Regions from separate parts of the Mus musculus genome. Here region 1 is linked to region 2. A link is a contact called in public promoter capture Hi-C data. All regions are on one chromosome and are shown on one strand. Each heading gives the region's core, a stretch centred on a gene start, on an enhancer-like site or on the middle of the called end of the contact. The rest is flanking DNA. Distances are from core to core; before and after follow the strand shown. Region 1 overlaps Rabgef1 (RAB guanine nucleotide exchange factor (GEF) 1). Region 2 holds the start of Nupr1l (nuclear protein transcriptional regulator 1 like).

Region 1 (4,767 bases), core at 508-3,007, 290 kb before region 2:
CTCTCTCTCTCTCTCTCTTGTTTGTTTTTGAGATAGTTTCTCTGTGTATCCCCGCCTGTCCTAGAACTCACTCTATAGACCAAGCTAGCCAGGAACAAGAGATCCACCTGTCTGTGCCTCCTGAGGGTTGGAATCAAAGGCAGGGAGCCTTCTCCACATTCTTTTCACAGTTCTAGGGCTAAACCTAGGACCTGCTGTGTGCTAAGTAAGCTGTATTCCTGGACCACCTCCTCTGTTTTCTTAATTTCAGAATCTTTTTGTTGGTGGTTTTTTGAGACAGAGTTTCACTCTGTAGCCCAGGCTGACATGGAACTCATTATGTAGTTTAGGCTGGCTTCAAACTTGATCCTGTCCTAGATCTCCCAATCCTGCGAGATTACAGCAGCGATTCATGCAAGGATGTTACGTCAATCATGTGCCTGCTCTTCTCAGTACAGTGACAACATACATCCTGAAGACTATGACAAGGTTCAGTGACACATATTCAATCACAGAGACAGATGTGGTAGGATTACATGGTTAGAACCTCAGCAGTCAAGGGATTACAAGTTCAAGGTCAGAGTGAACTACAGAGTGAGACCCTGCCTCAAAAGAAAGGAAACCCAATAGGTGATAATGTAATTAAAAAGAAAAGAGGTGGTTGCTGGAAAGATGGCTCTGCGGTTAAGAATACTTGAAGGGTGGAGTTCTGTTCCCAGCACCCACGTCGCAGCTCATAACTGCCTGTAACTCCCATGCCAGGGGATTCAATCCTCTCTTCTGGCCTAGAGCAAATACCCACATTAAAAAAAGTAAGTCGTAAAAAAGAAAAACTGAGTGACTCTCCCATTAGAGCCCCCACAGCCCACGCATGCCTCTTAGGGTGCTTACTTTCTTCCGGAGTGCTCCACCCCATCCTTAAGCCTAAAATCTATTTCAAAATATCTTTACTAAACTAACTCTGCTTTTAAAACTGGAGATAAAATTAACAAGCTTCAAAAAATTAGCAAATAAAATTTTGTTGGATGGTTAAAGCATTATATAATGCAATATTGTGGTGGGTCTGAAATATGCAAGCATTGAAATTTCAGCCAGAAGTAATAATGTTCAGGAATTTTTTTAAAAACCTAAATGCAAATAAAGTGTTTCCTAACAGAGAACAAATAGCTGGGGAAGGCATTTAACACAGTTCTGAAAACAACTCTCTTGTCTTGGCCCTCACACAGAACAGGTTGTTCAACTCTGGCATTAACTAGGACTGGAAACAACAGGAACGATCCACATGGGACAGAAGCAGGAGTGTGTCACTGTTCTAGGCCTCAGCAACGTGGGAGAAAACAATCTGTGCAATGCCCAGGAACACAGCCCAGTGCAGCCGGGTCAGTGGGGCGGCTCCTACACAGCCCAGTGCAGCCGGGTCAGTGGGGTGGCCCCTACAAGCAGGGCTTACGTAGCATGCTGAAGAGGCACTAGAGTGATAGACAAAGTCTAAGTGGGGTAAAGGTTTGCAAACACATTTGAAGAATTCAAAGTGCACCTTAATCTAAGTGCATTTCAAATCTCCAAGAACCGTTCCCTACGTTGTATTTAATAAATTTATCTGAGTATTGTCGTAAAGCTAGAGTATGTGACTTCAGACATAAATAGTAAGTTTTATAACCTGGAGTCAAAGGCCAGTAGAGATTCCTTCAAACACCTGGAGAGGTAGCCCGATGGATAAAGGCACTTGCTGCCAAGCCTGGTGACTCAAATTTGATCCCTGAGCCCCACATGGTAGAGGTGAGAGCAGACTCCTGACAGTCATCCTCTGACCTCTAAATACCCATGCCTACCTACAAGCACACACACACACAATCAACCAATCAATGCAATTTTAAAAATCCACCTGAGCTGTATCTGGATGTTGCCCATCATGCTAGACACCAAAGATACACAAGACACATGAACAACTGGACCCCTTACCACAAAACACTTGGCGCTAGTATAAAAGAAAATTAGCTGCACAGTAGTTCTTAAGTCAGGAGGAATTTGAAGCTTATCAGGTCTCCAGCACCAATTAGTGATGCTCTGAACACACAGCATAGTGTTCCTGTTTGTTTTTTTTTTTTCTATTTCCTTTTTATTTGAGACAGTGTTGCGCCGGGCGTGGTGGCGCACGCCTTTAATCCCAGCACTTGGGAGGCAGAGGCAGGTGGATTTCTGAGTTCCAGGCCAGCCTGGTCTACAGAGTGAGTTCCAGGATAGCCAGGGCTACACAGAGAAACCCTGTCTCAAAAAAAAAAACAAACCCCCTCCCCCCCCCCAAAAAAAAGAAAGAAAGAGACAGTGTTGCACTGTGCAGCCCTGGCTAGCCTAGAACTTACTATGTAGACCACTAAACTTAAACACAGAGATCCGCCTGTCTCTGCCTCTAAACTGCTGTTACTAAAGGTGTGCATCACTATGCTAGACTTGCTTCTTTATTTTCAGACTCACTAAAAAGTCAATTAAGTGCTTAAAGAATAAGGGTAGTTTATGCTTCTCAGAAGAAGAAAAACCCAAGCTGATCAGTGTTTCTGTAGATACAATATAAACACAGTAGTATATATTCTGTACATACTACAGTGTAATACAACTTTATCAGAGGTGTCCTCTTGACACTGCAAAAACAACCTCAAACTTGACTTTTCACACATTCAAGCCTATCCCTCCCCTCACACACCTCAGTGTCATTACACACACACACACACACACACACACACACACACACACACACACCTCAGTGGCAGCTTGCTTCAACTCCAAATGTCACTGTTTCTTCATAAACACTTAAAGTAAAAGATACAGTCTTTCTAACACGGGGTCACAACACCCCCGAAGAGCAAGAAGGAAAGCCCTTTCTTGGAGCACCGAATCTTAGAACATTTGGGGGCATGGCCACAGCAGCTGCTTGTTGATCGCCGTTCCCTCCCCTCTCTGTAAGCTCTCTTCCCCTCACAGAAGGCACTGGTAGAGCTAGTTGAGTTTAATATGGTAGAAGTGAAAAAACTTCAGTTTTTCTTACAAAATGATTCCTTTCACAAATAGTTTTATGAATTATGAGAACTAAAATTACAGATAAGAAACTTTGGACTAAAGACACAGGTGTGATGGAGCATTGTGGCAAATGACACCCCTAAATGGCAGCAGCATCCCAGAGGCTATGGAGGGGGCAGGGAGGGGGGGGGGGTCTCAAGTCGAAGGCCAGTCTCAGCCATATGGCAAGCATGACCGGGACCCCACCTCAAAACCTCACAAAATAACCCCCTACAGGCATGATGGTGTGTTTCCACAATCCTAGCACTGTGCCAGCTGAGGCAGGAACCAGGGAGCTGAAGACTAGCCTGGGCTACAGTGAGAGGCATGTGGAAGCCACAGCTCTGGTTCACTTTGAAAACTCTAGCAAGCTAACCAGACCACTGTTTTGTTTGCCTTTCACCATCCTTCATCTACAAAACAACGGGACTGAAACTGTAGCCACCAAGGTTCCTTTCACCTCTACACTCTCTTTCCTTCTCTAAACAAACACAGAGAAGCATACTAAAACTCTGCATTGACAACAGGCTTGGTGGCCACACCTTTAGCTCGAAGGTGGATCTCTGTGAGTTCAGGTCAGCCCGGTATATATAGTGAGTTCCAGGCCAGCCAACTCTATAACAGTGAGACCTTGCCTTAACTGAGGAATAAGGAACAGAAGGAAGATCCAAACACAAAAAGAAATCCAAGCAATGAGGAACCAAGTCTAGTTCCTGCTCCTGGCCAAACAGTTGAGCTAAAGGTCTATGCAGGCAGGCTGCACTAGCACAGGTAACGAGTGAGGCAGCCTGTCCCTCTAGCTGCAGAAGTTTCACAGAGATGACCAGGGCACAGTGGAAAAGTACTAGCTTGGAGTCAGGTGTTAGCTGAGCTAAAAGGCCGGTCTTAGGTAACTATCACTTGTTCCTCTCAGATGTAAAATGACAAGATTACAGCTCTCCCTAACCCTCCCTAAACCACAGCTCCTATTTCCAAGTGGTAGCGTCAGCCTACCCTTTTATAAGGCATTGCTTCCAAAAACATCTTCGTCTGTTTATAGACTTCTTGGCCTGTCTTGTGGAAGGTCTTGAGAAAGTCTATGAACTCCTTAGTCACTCGGTCCGTCTCAATGCTGGTTTGCCGGTTTATGGAGGGACTGGGAGCTTTGGCTTCCTGAATTTCTGCTGAGAAAATTAAACACAGTAAGTTTTGTTACCCAGAAGACTGATGTATGGAATTACTCTATGTAGCTAACAAGATTACTGAAATTATGTTTAATCAAAATTAAAGTAATAGCACTTTATATTGAAACATTTGGATGAGTTTCCTTAAAGCAAGGAAAAATAGGAAGTGTAAGTAAATAAAACTGCACGTTCTAAAACATGCTCAGCAGAGCTGAACTGTGGCTCGGTTGGTAGAGTAGTGCTTGCTGGCCTGTAGGGATCCCTGGGTTCTATCCCCAGCAAGGAGTCAACAAGGCAGGCTGTGCACAGCTCTAATCGCAGCACTTGGGAAGTAGGAGCAGGAAGATCCAGGTCAGTTAAAGGTCATTCATTCTCAGTTGCCCAGTGAGTTTGAGGGCTACACAAGACCCTGTCTCAGAAACCTTATCTACAGAATGACCAGTGGATCCACAGGTAAAAGAGCTTCTTATACAAGCCTGGAGAGCTGACTTTAATCCCTAAGATCCACCGGGAGGAAACACAGAATGGAGTTCTGCCATGTTCTCTGCTCAAGAACTGAACTACAGCATAA
Region 2 (4,741 bases), core at 1,342-3,841:
CTTGGTTACAGCTGGAAAAGAGTTTTTAACAGGTCTTTCAGGTTTCCTGTAGGAAATAAGATGGAGACAAAAATCAGTGATTTCCCCCAAGTCGTAGGAAGAGCACTAGACACTAGAAGGGGTTTGTTTTCTCTCCTCTGGAGATGAGGTGGTTCACTCTTGCTCGTGAGATTCTGAAACTCACAATAATGCCCAGGCAGGACTCCAACTCAAGATCCTCCTGTCTCAGGTTCCTGAGTGAAAGGAAAAGAGGTCATAGTCACTAGTAGGTTGTTTTGTTTATATCTACACATATATATTTATATAGAATTTGTTTATTTTATATATGAGTACACTTGCTGTCTTCAGACACACCAGAAGAGGGCATCCTATTACAGATGGTTGTGAGGCACCATGTGGTTGCTGATAATTGAACTCAGGAACACTGGAAGAGCAGTCAGTGCTCTTAACCGCTGAGCCATCTCTCCAGCCATATATAAAGATGGCGTCTGGCTGGCCTCCAGCTCTGGGACTAAGGATAAGCATAACCAGGAACTTCCATGAACCTCTATCTCCCGAATATTAAGATGAGGGTCCTATTTACAGAGTGCCAGTGATTAATCCCAGAGTCTTATGCTTACTAAGTGAAAACTATCAACTCAACTGTGCTCTCAGCCTCCCCTTTCCTGTCTCCTATAGGTCAGGCTGGCCCCATACTATGTAGCCAATGGTCTCGAACTTTTTTTTTTTTTCCTGAGACAGGGTTTCTCTGTGTAGCCCTGGATGTTTTGGAGCCCTTCAGTAGACCAGGCTGGCCTCAAACTCAGAAATCTGCCTGCCCCTGCCTCCCAAGTGCTGGGATTAAAGGTGTGCGCCACCACCGCCCAGCAATCTTGAACTTTTAAATGTCTTGTTCATTTTTATGTGTTTAAGTGCGCGTATGTCTGTGTGATATACATGCAGCGTCCTCACAGGGCAGAATAGGGTGTTGGATCCCCCTTGAACTTGAGCTATGGACGGTAACGAGGCATCTAATACAGGTGCGGGGATCCTAAAAGGCAAGAGCTGCAAGGGCTCTTAATGGCTGAGCCATCTCTCCAGCCTCTGACCTTGAACTTCTGACCCACTCTTTCACTTTGCTAGTTCAAAGAGGCATAGAGGTGGGCACTATCATGCCCAGTTTCTGTCTGCTGGCTTGCTGGGTTTTGGTTCTGTCAACTCGACATAAACTAGAGTCATCTGGAAAGATACCTCTATTGTAAGACTGGTCAGAGACAAGTCAGTGCGGGGATTTTTCTCAACGCTCAGCTCACTGTGGGCGGTATCACCCGGGGCTGATAGTCCTGGGAGGTACAAGAAAGGTAACTGAACATGAACCTCTGGGAACTGTGCTTCCGGTTCCTGCCTCTGGGTTCCTGCCCTGACTTCAGGAAGGGCTGTAAGCTTTAAGGTGAAACAACCCCTTTCCTGCCCAAGTTGCAAGCAAAAGTTCACGGTGTTTATTACAGCAATTGGAAGCAAACAAGGAGGAGGGGCAGTTTTGTTTTGGGACAGTGCCTCAAAGAGTGTTCCTGGTTGGCCTCCAATTCCAGCGGTCTCCTGAGCACAGAGGCTGGAGATGGATTACAGGTGTGAGCCACCCTGCCAAGATGGATTTCCTCGGACATTTCCCTATATTTCCAATGTAGACTTTTCTCACACAATTGCAAACTTCCAAACGGTGGAGACTTTCACCAGCAGCCGGGAAACCCCTGGGTCGGGGATCGGGAGCCAGCACAGTTATGATTAACGCTGGGAAGTCTCAGAAGCAGATGACAGGTGAATATGGTGGCCAGACCTGTCATCTCAGGACTAGAGAAGCTGAGGCTTGCTACACACCATGGAATCCTGGGCTACGGGCATCATCAATAAAACAAAACCACACAGCAGGGAATCATGGCCCATGCTTGAAACTTTAGCATTTTAAGGTAAACGCTGGAGGGGTGATGAGTTCGAGGTCAGTTTAGGAGACAGTGTCAGAAATGAGAAGAAAAGGAAAGGAAAAGAGAAGAGAGTAAAAAAAGAATTGGACATTGTGGCTCATGTCTTAGCATCCCAGCCCATCCATGGAAGCTGGATGCAGGACAATCTGGAGTCCAAGGTAATCCTCTGCTACACACTGAGTTCGAGGCCGACCTGAGATATACATTCTACTCCCTACCCAACACCAATGGGCTCCGCCTGCCCATACCCGCTCAAGCGTGGCGTGTGCTCAGGCCAGGCGTGTGCGCGGCCGCGGTTGCAGCTGGCGCTGGCGCCGCTTGCGCTGCCCGTTGAGCAGTATCTGCGCCACCTTGCGCTCGTGGCCGCCGGGCACCGGGTAGTTGGTGCGTAGCTGCTGCTCGCGCCGCGTCCGGCCCTTGCTGCGTCCAGCCCCAGAGGCCGGGAAGTCACGCAGGTAGTAGTAATCCAGGCAGTCGTACACCTCCTCTTCGAAGCCGACGGTGGGCAGCGCCTCCGGCGGCGGCGGGCGGGCTCGAGTCCTTGGGCCGGAGACAGAAGGACGAGTTGGAGGGTCCATCGCCGATGCGCTCCGCCCGCCGCCGCCGCTGGTCACTCCGCCGGAATGCCCCACCCAGTGCTCCTATTGGCTCCGCTGTAGGGAGCGCTCTGTGACCTCACAGGGGGCGTGGCTTCCATGCTTCTTTGTTCCAGATGCGGAATTGTGTTTCTTCGCGGGGTCCGAATTGTAAATAAGTATAATAAACCTGGTTTCGCTGGTTAAAACCTGAAGGGACGGAATTGGGGAATGTGACTCAGTAGAGTGCTAGCATGCACAAAGGCCTGGGTTCCATCCCCATCACTGTATAAGTCAGGTGTGGTTGTGCACACACCTATAATCCTAACACTGCGATAAAAGACGAGGAGCTCTGGCCAAATGAATTTGCTAGCCTAGTTTGGGTTCATTTGTGCAAAAAGAAAACTGGCTTGCTGAATTGCTTTAACTTTGTTCTTGTGACAAGAAAATTCTCTTCACGACATTACTATTTCATTGTTATAACCAAATGTTTGGCAATAATCTGTTTAGGGAAGGTTATTTTTTTGGCTCATCGTTTGAGAATACAATCAGCTAAGACACGGTGGGCAGGATCTTGAGGCTACTTATTCAATCTGCATTCGTCCATTAGGAAGCAAAGAAAGGGGAATTCTAGCATCTTGCTTGTGTTTTTTTTTTTTTTTTTTTTTTGGTACCCCCCCCCCTCCATTTTTATTCAAGTTCCCAGCCTACTGATGATGCAGCTACATTCAAGGTGGGTTGTCTCTCTCCAATCTATAATCTCTGGAAATTCCCTCAACAAATCTACACAAAGGCATGCTTCATAAGTTAAGAAGACAGACTTACTAAACATCACAAGTAGCATGTTAGAGCCAAGGGGCTGGAGAGGGTTTAGTGGTTATGATCTTGCAGAGGATCTGGGTTCTACTCCCAACACTCACATGGTAGCTCAAAACTGTCTACATCTCCAGTCCCAGGGGACCTGAAGCCCTTTTCTGGCTTCCTGGGGCATACATACAAGCAGGCAAAACACTCATTCACACAAATAAATGCATGTAAATGTAAAAGTAATGTGTGTGCACATGGATGTTGTGAGACCCTGGCTTAAAGCATTTCTCCCTGAAAGGTAAACCCCTAAAACATTTCCCCAAGCTTGTTTTCCCTGATCTTTAAAAATACAGCTAGAAAGAAGCTCTTTGTTCTCTATAGCCAGCAAAAGGCTTTTTTGTTTCTATACTGTACAACCAGAGATGCCGGCCTTCCTGTGCCGAGGACACAGAGATAAAAATTCAGAAAGAACTCACTCCCCACTCCTGTCTTGTCACCAAGGACACCCGGAAGAGAAGAACTCCTCCCAACTCCTCCCAATTCCTCAGCTAGCTGTTAAAAGCCCCCTACTGTCACCTCTGGGGTCGAACTCCCCTGCCCTGCGAGGCTCCAGGGGTTCGTCCTCAGCTAGCTGATAATAAAACCTCTTGCAGCTTGCATCAGGTGTGGTTTTCTCTCGGGATGGTGGGGTGTTGGCCAGTTCATCCCAGGACTTGAATGGAGGCCCAGCATCCGGGGCCTTACAATGTCAGAGGATAGTTTTTGGAAATCTATTCTCTCCTCCCACCCAGTGGGTCCTGTGGGTTGAACTCAAAACCTCAAGCTTGGTAACACCCACCTTTATCTGATGAACTATCTGAATGGCCCCCACATGATTGTTTTAAAGAAAGACAATCATTAATAGATCTCATCCTTAAAGCAACACGGATATCGGACTTAACAAAGTATCTTGAGGATTAATCCCAGGGTCTCAAACGTACTAAGCACTACCACTTTGCTAATCCTCAGGCCAACAAAGTTTATCAATTTATCAGTGTACAACAGTAATTTTAGCATTTAGGAAGAAGCAAAGGCAGGCAGGACTCTGTGAATTCAAGGCCAGCTTTGTTTACATAGTAAGCGCCAGGCCAGCAAGGACTACATAAATGAGCCTACCTCTCAAAACAAATAAACATAATGATGTTAGTTAGACTCAGTGGGGTCGTGGTGGTGGTGGTAGTAGTGCTAGTATAAGCCTGTAGTGCTAGCTCTCAAGTGGTTGACACAGAAGGGTTACCTCAAGTTCCAGGCTAGTCTGGACTGCAAGGTGAAATCTTGTTTCCAAAAAAAAAAAAAGGACAATCCTTCACACATATACTCAAACCCCAAGAATGCTGACTGACAAAACTAAAGTAAAAC

What was found. Promoter capture Hi-C pulls out the DNA fragments that hold promoters and counts their contacts.
Region 1: a promoter capture Hi-C map of liver shows a contact between it and region 2. The contact joins the enhancer-like site here to the promoter of Nupr1l in region 2. A contact is called at or near these places in 12 of 39 promoter capture datasets (the 3T3-L1 cell line, 3T3-L1-derived adipocytes, the C10 cell line and 7 more), 1 of 484 Hi-C or Micro-C datasets (B cells), 2 of 115 datasets of contacts at active chromatin or transcription factors (the 230-238 cell line and bone marrow-derived macrophages) and 2 of 9 other capture datasets (adipose tissue and liver).

The regions. Positions count from the first base shown.
Region 1 is chr5:130,197,376-130,202,142 of GRCm38.p6, reverse strand. It overlaps Rabgef1 (RAB guanine nucleotide exchange factor (GEF) 1), which reads right to left. Exons shown (of 9, transcript NM_001199059.1): 4 at 4,027-4,193. Among named protein-coding and RNA genes, the nearest start is that of Tmem248, 23 kb to the left of the region's middle. Within about 2 kb of position 1,757, at least 20 of the 459 cell types and tissues checked have an H3K27ac peak or open chromatin away from gene starts, as enhancers often do. A contact at or near this core is called in 3T3-L1-derived adipocytes, adipose tissue and liver, where this site is marked.
Region 2 is chr5:129,906,390-129,911,130 of GRCm38.p6, reverse strand. Nupr1l (nuclear protein transcriptional regulator 1 like) reads right to left here and starts at 2,591. Exons shown (of 3, transcript NM_026916.3): 1 at 2,210-2,591; 2 at 185-233; 3 at 1-46. The coding sequence starts at 2,539. The coding sequence ends at 2,231. It also overlaps a transcript of Zbed5 not described here.